Linked DNA regions of Mus musculus: region 1 is linked to region 2. The links are chromatin contacts, called in public promoter capture Hi-C maps. All regions are on one chromosome and are shown on one strand. The core of a region is the stretch at or near the end of the contact, and the rest is flanking DNA. Distances in the headings are between cores, read along the strand shown. Region 1 has its middle 8.7 kb from the start of Gm31188. Region 2 holds the start of Gprin1 (G protein-regulated inducer of neurite outgrowth 1).

Region 1 (3,827 bases), core at 287-2,786, 130 kb after region 2:
CATACATACTCAAACAAGGCCACGCCCACAGCGGTACACCTACTCCAAGAAGCTCACACCTACTGTGACCCACCTACTCCAACAAGGCCACTCCCACTCCATCTGAATAGCGGCCGAGCCTGCCTCACAGGCTTGCTTGCACCTCGCCCCATTGCCTTTCCGAGTAGAATCTGTTCCTCTGCTGCCTGAGAACACCTAGGGAGCGTGGGTTACCTGCTGACCACCAAGGGCTCCCGCTACTTCAGGCTCTGTTCTAAATTCTGACTCACCCTCCCTGCTGCTGGTCTCTCCCGAGCCTTACCCCTGTCACGGGTACTCCAGAACCCTGAGTTTGAGGCCTGGAAAAGACCTGAGCACTTGTCACTAATCTCCACCAAGACCCCCAAACCAGTGAAACACAGATCATCGAAAGCCGCTTAGCCCCCACCTGCCCTGTGATGTGACATTCTGATCTCACTGTGGTTCTTGACTGCGTGCCTCACCAGACTCAGTTTCCCACCTCCCTGCATGAGCAGGACTCTTGAGTGCCACACTCCTGCTGGCATCATGCAGCTGGGATACCCTTTGGCTGAGCCCCTCATTGATCGATCGGTGATCGATGCCTGTGTTCCTCCTTCCGCAGCTCTGCGCCTTGGCCATTTGCATGTGTCTTCTTCATCCTAGACAGCATCCCCTTTCCGTGCTAATTGCTTTGCTGTAATTCTTTGGAGGTAATTTTCTTCTGTTCCCTCGTTTCTGCAGTTAACACCCTCCAATTAATTTCATAGCTCTTGAAAGTTCTCCCACAAGTTGCCCTAAAACCCTCCCAGTGTAACCGTTGAGTGTGATCAGTGTCTCCCGGCACGCCACTCCACACTCCCAGCCTCTACCTCGAGAGACTCTCAGTTTAGAGATGAAAACGCAGACTTCAAGAGTAGAGCATTTTGCCAAAGGGTCTGGGATAGACACGACTGGGGTTTGGGCCTCCAGCTCCAGCTGTCACTAAGCTTCCAGCTGCCGCTCATGGCAGAGAGCGTCATGTGGCTGTCAGCTGTCAGGTGCACACCTGTCCTCTGGAGACCTCAGGGGAACTTGATGGCCACTCACTGGTCCCTCCTCGGGTGATTCTGCAGAGCCCATCCTGAGTGCTGCTCTGAGATGCTCCCCAGAGTGTCAGGACTGAGTGAGACCCATGATCTTAGCAATCTGCACGGACAGGTGAAAGACAGCTCAGTGGTGACATCTCCAGGGGATCGGGGGCGGGGGTGGGTGTGGGTTAAGGGTGGGGGAAGTCCCACACCTGCAGCATTTTCAGAGAAGTGAAAAACGATTTCAGATTCCGTTTTCCCCATCTCTCTCAGCAATCCCCTGATGGTATTTTATCTGGTAAATAGAAGGTCTAGTTGTTATTCTCAATTATGATATTAATTCTCCCAGTGACCCTGGGCTACTCTCCTTCCCTCTCAGAGCCTGTCTCTCCCTGTCACCACCTGCTCAAGGACAAAAAGATGTTCTCGCTGCAAAGAGCAGACGGGGCCTCATTACCCAGCAGGCAGTGCAGGTAGAGCTAAGGGGTGGCCTGTGAGACCTGGGCCTTATTACCCAGCATGCAGTGTGGGCAGGGCTAGGGAGTGGCCCGTGAGAGGAGGGCAGATGTTCCCTCCCTTTTTGTGCCTGTTTAACACCACAGACCCTCTGCCCACCTTCCTATCTGGGCCTGCTTTCTCCCTCCCTCCCTCCCAACCCCTAGCAGCAAATTCCCAACCAGCTGGGCTCCAATCTCACGGCATGGGACTGCTTTAATATTATTTTCTTATTTTTCCCCAGCTATCTCCCCTCCTTGGGAGGCGGGGGACGACAAGGTTGCCACGGGTAATTGGCCTCAGATTTGTTTCCCTCAGCATTCACCGACTCCTCTCCCCTCTCCCTCTCGTTCCCCCCACCCACCTCCTTCTTCCCATGTGGTTTGCTAAGCCATCTGGAATTGGGCCCAGAATTCCCTTCTCCCCCATGTGTGAGCAGGTGTGAGCAGGGAAGGCTAGTCTGAGGGCCATGTGGGAGGCCCAGGCTTTCCCCAGCATGGGCCACTAGATTCAGAAAATGATCTCTTCAGTGACAAAGGGGGGAGGGAAAAAAAAACTCTCTGATAATAAACTGCAAAGACCCCAGGCTGACGATCTGCAAATAACATAAAAACACGTCCCCGGTGGAAAGTTTAATGAGTCTCGCTCTCGTTAGAACAGAAGACTAATTTTAAAGTATTGGTCACTGGGAAGGGAAGGGCATCAGTGGTGCTGGGGCTGCGGGCCAACCTGTAGAAGACAGGTCTTCAGAGCCGGAAGGATCTGAGAGTTCTCACAGGCAGAGCTGCCGGCCCCGTTAGCCCAGAGGCAGGAAGCAGCCTGTCTTATGGGATGGAGAAGCCAGGGACAGTGTCTGTAGGACAGGGAACTCTGTTGCTTGAGAAGACCTTCAAGACAGATCTGTACCAGAGACTCAGGCTACAGTCACAATCCTTAGCAACTCATGGGCCATCAGGCTGTGGCCAGCCATGGGCTAGAGCGAGTCTGAATGGTCCTGGGGTCCTTAGGCAAGGGCAGTGGCCAAGACTGAGCTAGAATTCCTGGAGCCCAAAGGAGAGCCAATGCCCACCCGAGATGGAAGGCTTTTAAGGTTTCAGAAACCAGTCTGGGCCAGCAGGAACCTCAGATGATGGTCAACACACAGCTGGTGGTGGCCCTCAGTGGCCCTTCCACAGAGCTGAGCCTTCCTTGCCCTGCAGCTTTAGCCTCATACACACAGACCTTGGGTCTCAAGAAAATGAGCTACTTGCACTTGAAAGTCTCCCCCTTGGCCAGCCACCTCCCCGGCCCCTCTGGGGTCAGCTTGGGTTGCAGACAGTTCCAGGAGCCTTGCAAGGCAGCCCTCATTCTGTGCTTGCACTGTAGCTGCGTGTAAGGAAGATGTTCACTGTACTTCTGACTTCCAAAGCAGGTGAGCAGGGAAAGGGGCAGGGAGCAAGTGGATCATACATCCTTCCCTCTCTGGCCCACCCTGGGGGAGGGGACTGCCCAGAGACTTGTCAAATGCCACTGGAGGGCGGCAGCCAATGTGGGCAAGCATTGCTTCTCACTTCAAAGCTGGGGCACAGGAAAGAACCTGGGGTGGCCACTGGGTGGTAGGGATGGCTCTGGAGGGAACATCATTCTGGGGCCCTCTGACCCAGTCCAGGATACCCTACTGAATGAATCCTCGTCACCCTGAAAAGGCCTGAGGCACGTGCAGACTCTGGGCCTCACTTTTTCCCTGCCCAGTTAAAGTTACAAGAGTCTGAGCCCTGGGAAAGAGTGACTCCAGTGAGTCTGCTGCTTCAGACACTGCCACACCGAGCTTCTGAGGCTAGAGTCTCCGTCAGCACCTCCTCCCCCATGCAGACCACCTAGCTCTAATGCTGGGGTCCCACCTCAGTGAGTGAGAGAGAAGTAGAGGGACTTCCCCTGTCAGTCTACTCTGAACCTTGTTCCCCAGGAAGAAGGCAGCATCTCACCTTAGCCCCATCCTCAGAGCAGCTCGGTGGAAGCTGCCTCAGAGGGAAGCCTGCCCTGCCTTGCCAGCTGTCACTAGGACCTGGGCAGTGGCATCTGCTATGGTGAAAAGGCCCTGCGGCCAGCACACAAGGCTTCAAGCTGGGCTTGACCATTTCACACAGATGTGACCGTGGCTCCATCCATTCTCAGCATTGGGACAATGCTGTCTCCCTGGTGGGAAGATTCCTGTTTTCCAGGGGCAGGACACAGACAATAAAATCACAAACAAATTAGTGAAGGAGACAGCTGCTGTAAAGGTGG
Region 2 (4,131 bases), core at 1,302-3,801:
GCAGGTGACATGCTCCTGTTTTCCAAGAAGGAAGCAGAAAGTTTGACAGGCAGTCATGGCCACGTGTTGACATGCCCCACTTTGCAAAACCTCCCCAGAAGAGGTTGGTGTCCCAGTTCCCACTCCAAGTTCTCGGTTTCTGAGATGGGATCAGGTCCGGTAAAGGACAGACGGCTTGGCTAGATGTGGGTAGAAGCCCCAACTTGGTCACTAATCTGTTCTGTGACTTTGTGTGGGTTTTCCACACTTGGAGCCTGTGTCTCCCATTTCAATGGCCCGGAGACAAATTCCAAAGGGTCTACTGCTCACCGGTCTGCTGAATCCTTCCTGGTTTGGGAGGAACTCTTAGTAGCTTCCAGACACTAGGCGGCCCAGGCTAGAAGCCCACATCCTCTCCCTCCACGCTACCTCTAGAAGACAGCTCCCTTCTTAGCTCCTCACGCTTAGCCCTGGATCCAGCACTCAGCACTCTCAGGCTCACTTTATCATCTAGACTCTAGCCACAGCAATTTCACAATGGGGCCCCTTGTCCATTTTGTACCACAGACGAGGACACAGAAGTCGGGAGGAAAGACCACCAAGGGCATGAAGCTGGAGGGAGGAAGACTGGGTGGGGTTCAGAGTTCATTGAGTCTGATCTCAAAGCCTGGATTCTTCCCAGTTTATGAATCAACATCTAATGCGTGGCTCTCTTCTTTAATCTTTGTGTGTATGTGTGAACGTGGGCGCGCACATTCTCGTGCACATGTGGAAGTCCGAAGGCAACCTCAGGTGCCAGCTCTTGTCTCCCAAGGTCTCTTGTTCTACACCGGTCTAACTGGCCCTTCGGTTCCTAGGGATTCTCCTCTCTTCCCTCTCACTGTTGGGGTGTGTAATCCAGAATTGGCAGCAGGCTGAATTAACCGTGTAGGTGAATGGCCGGCTCACCTGGTATGCAAATGAGTGAGTGGACTGTTCGTGGAAGACACCAGCAGTAGCCCGTCTGGGCCCAGGACCTGGCTCCTGTGTCCTAATCAAGAAGACCTTGGTGTGCCTTTTGTATAACCGGTGTGTACTGTGCATGTGTGCCTTGTGGAGGGTCACTGGGATCCTGTGTGCCTTGCAGTCTCACCTTGCGGGAGCTAGCCTGGGTGCATAGGTCCTTGTGTTTGGCTCACACGCAGGGCGGTCCTGTGAATGCAGAGATAGGAGGCCAGCCTGGCTTTCCCTTTTCCTCTAGGATTTCTTCCCAGTCTGGAGTCATCTCTACACCCCCAGCCAGGGCCAGAGCTGCTAGGCACCTGCAAACATCTCCTGCTATGGTAACAAGACTGACAAAGGCTTGTGTACATTTGTGAGTGTGACTGAAAAAAATCCCAGTCTTCTGCCACTTGTCCTGTCATCTCCTAGTGTCCCCCCACCCCACGGCGACCCCCCCCCCCGCCCGGCAGCTGCTGCAGGTGAAGGAGTCTGTAACAAAAGGCCTTCTTTGAGAAACACTCCCCAGGCCATCTGTCCATGTGTTCATCCACCAAGCCACAGAAGGGCAAGGATGGATGCTCAAAGGTGTGCGGACTTGTGCTAGTGCCAGTTGAAAAAGAGCAGCAGGCTAAGAGACAATGCAAGGGTGTGCACAGGGTCACAGCCTGCTCCAGGGTGGAGGGTACAGGAGGGGCGTAAGCACGAGCCGGAGCAGTGAGGTTGGATGTCGGTTAGAGTATTGCTGACTTGGATCCAGGATTGATGCTCTGAGTGCGTAGCCTCACCTGGGTTGCACTAGGTGGGTTGCACAGGTGGCCGGATGTGTGAATCTGATGGAATGACCAAAGCCCGTGTGTGTGTGTGTGTGTGTGTGTGTGTGTGTGTGTGTGTGTGTGTGTTCGCGTGTGTATGTGTGTATACCTTTGGCATCGTCCAAAAATGAGGTTCCCAAGCATGAACGCGGTGTGTGACCACGTCCAGGACTGTGTGCCACACTGGGTGTGTGACGGGGTGGGATGAATCAATGAGAGCGGCCCCTCCCCCCGGTGGCGGGAATCGCCCCCTCCCGCACCGCGGTGCGGAACAAAGCGGCGGGCAGCGGAGCTGGACGCGGGGCGGCCTCTGCCCACACCACAGGCCGGGGCCGTTCACCGGGGCCCCGCCCCACCGCGCCCCGCCCCGCCGCCCCCGCCCCGCAGCCCGAGCCCGATGCCCGGCGCGGCCCAGGACCCTGGACAGCGGCCCCGGTCCGCGCGCCCTACGGCCCAACGCGCGCCCGCAGCTTACCCGCGCCGGCTCCTCGTAGCTCCGGCTCGCGCCGCGCAGACCACCCCGGTGCTCCTCGGCCGCGCTGGCGGGCGGACCCGACTCCGCGCCGTCCCTGGTCGGCTGGGCGCCCCGCCCCGGGCATGCGCGCTGGGTGCACTCGGGAGCCGGGAGGGGGCGCCGCGGGGGCGCGCGAGGGCCGGCAGACGCCGCCCGGCCCTGGGGACCGCGCGCCCGCCTGGTGCTCAGCTGGGAGCACCGCGGGCGCACGGGCGGCGGCCGCACCGAAACCCCGGTCTTCCCGATTTGCCTGCTGCCTCAGCGAGGAAATTTCCCGCGTCCCTCTCGGCCGCACTTCCGGCCTCTGCCCCCTCCGCCCCGCCCCCGGCCCTTTGTCTCGCTGCTGCCCACGCTCCGGCGAGTGGCGGCCCTGGGCTGGGAGGCGCTCGGCGTCCTCCCTGCAGCAGCCTCCCCGACGGGGAGTCCGCCCACCCTCTCTGGTCTGGGTATGCCCGGTCTCCTCCTCCTGGATACTCTCCAACAAGTCACCTCGCCTCTTTGAGCCTCAGTTTTTACGTCTGTAACTAGTATTAAATCGCCTCATAGCGATCTTAAAAAAGAAAGTGCTTGAAAGAAGGTGTTTAGGAGTCCACTTGAGTGAACCGCTGAAGGCGTGAGGACTCGCTGCCTGTTTCTCTCTACATTTGAGCAGAGGAGTGGGACCCTGTCCTTGGACTTCTCAGATGCGAACTCTGTGATATCTTGGAAGTGGTAAAAAGATCCCTGTGCCTGAACTGTGAAGCCACTTGCTAGATTACTAATGCAAATGAAAATCTTAGACAGGGACACAGAGCTAAAATTTGACTTTTAGGTGTCAATGGCTTCCATGTCCAATCAGGCCAAGTGAATAGTCTGCGCACTTTTTTTTTTTTTCAAATATGGCTAAGTTTCTTGTTTGTGGTCACACCATTCCTTAGTAGGTCGAATTGGGGTTGCAAATTTATACAGGCCACTTTCTGAAGCCCCACACTTGGGCTTATGTTTTAGTAACCATTGCTTATCTGTTTACCTTACCTTAATAACAGTAAGAAAATCTAGATGGCAAGTGAACATTTAAAATCCACAGGAAAAGCCAGGAGTAGCGACACTGCCTGTAATCCCAGCACTCAGGTGTCTAGAGCAGGTCGGTAATCCTGAGTTCTGAGCCAGCCTGATCTATATAGTGAGTACTTGATCAGCTTGGACAAGACTGATATAATAAAACTAGCAAGACTTTGTTTCCAAAAAAAATCTCAAAACAATGGAATTTATGTCGGAGAGCACGGACCCGTTTTCAGGACCACGGACAGCGCACAGAAGAGTCGCTCTCCTATTTTCTTGGTGCTGAAAATGGTTTTTCCACTGCCCAAGAGGGTACTTAGCTTCAGAATTTACAAACCCTGGTCCACATTCATCATTTCACCTATTGCCAGATGCCCCCTCAAGGTGAGTATTATTGGCTTTCTGGCAAGCAGGAAGGAACCGAGGCTTGGGAGGTCCATGAGACACACAAAAGTGGCAAGAACCAGCTTTGATTTTCAGCAGTCTCACCAGAGGCAGAATGACTCTGGAGCAGAACCAAGTATATTGCGAAGTCTGTGGCAGTGGTTCAGGTGAGGACTGGTTATAAATGAAGCCGCAAGCCTTTGATAAGATGGAGTGGAGGCGACTCTTAACTATTGGGGGGAAGTCAAGTGGTCTTGGTCTTGGATGCTGAGAGACACTTGTGCTGGTCCTCTGAGGTTCCATCTTGTGAATGAAGGACACATTCTGAATGTTGGGGAAAGGAGGTGCCTGTGGGATGATTATCCTAGCATATGAGTTCACAGTTGAGCTTTATGCTTGGCAGCTGGAGGCACAACAGGA

The links. Promoter capture Hi-C pulls out the DNA fragments that hold promoters and counts their contacts.
Region 1: a promoter capture Hi-C map of hippocampal neurons shows a contact between it and region 2, with 1.7 times the contacts expected there. The contact joins the enhancer-like site here to the promoter of Gprin1 in region 2. A contact is called at or near these places in 5 of 39 promoter capture datasets (the 3T3-L1 cell line, embryonic stem cells, hippocampal neurons and 2 more), 1 of 484 Hi-C or Micro-C datasets (nephron progenitors), 4 of 115 datasets of contacts at active chromatin or transcription factors (embryonic stem cells and stem cell-derived neural progenitor cells) and 5 of 9 other capture datasets (adipose tissue, embryonic stem cells, liver and 2 more).

What each region holds. Positions count from the first base shown.
Region 1 is chr13:54,882,930-54,886,756 of GRCm38.p6, forward strand. No RefSeq gene overlaps it. Among named protein-coding and RNA genes, the nearest start is that of Gm31188, 8.7 kb to the left of the region's middle. Within about 2 kb of position 1,537, at least 32 of the 459 cell types and tissues checked have an H3K27ac peak or open chromatin away from gene starts, as enhancers often do. A contact at or near this core is called in hippocampal neurons, where this site is marked.
Region 2 is chr13:54,747,323-54,751,453 of GRCm38.p6, forward strand. It overlaps Gprin1 (G protein-regulated inducer of neurite outgrowth 1), which reads right to left and starts at 2,552. Exons shown (of 2, transcript NM_001316710.1): 1 at 2,248-2,552.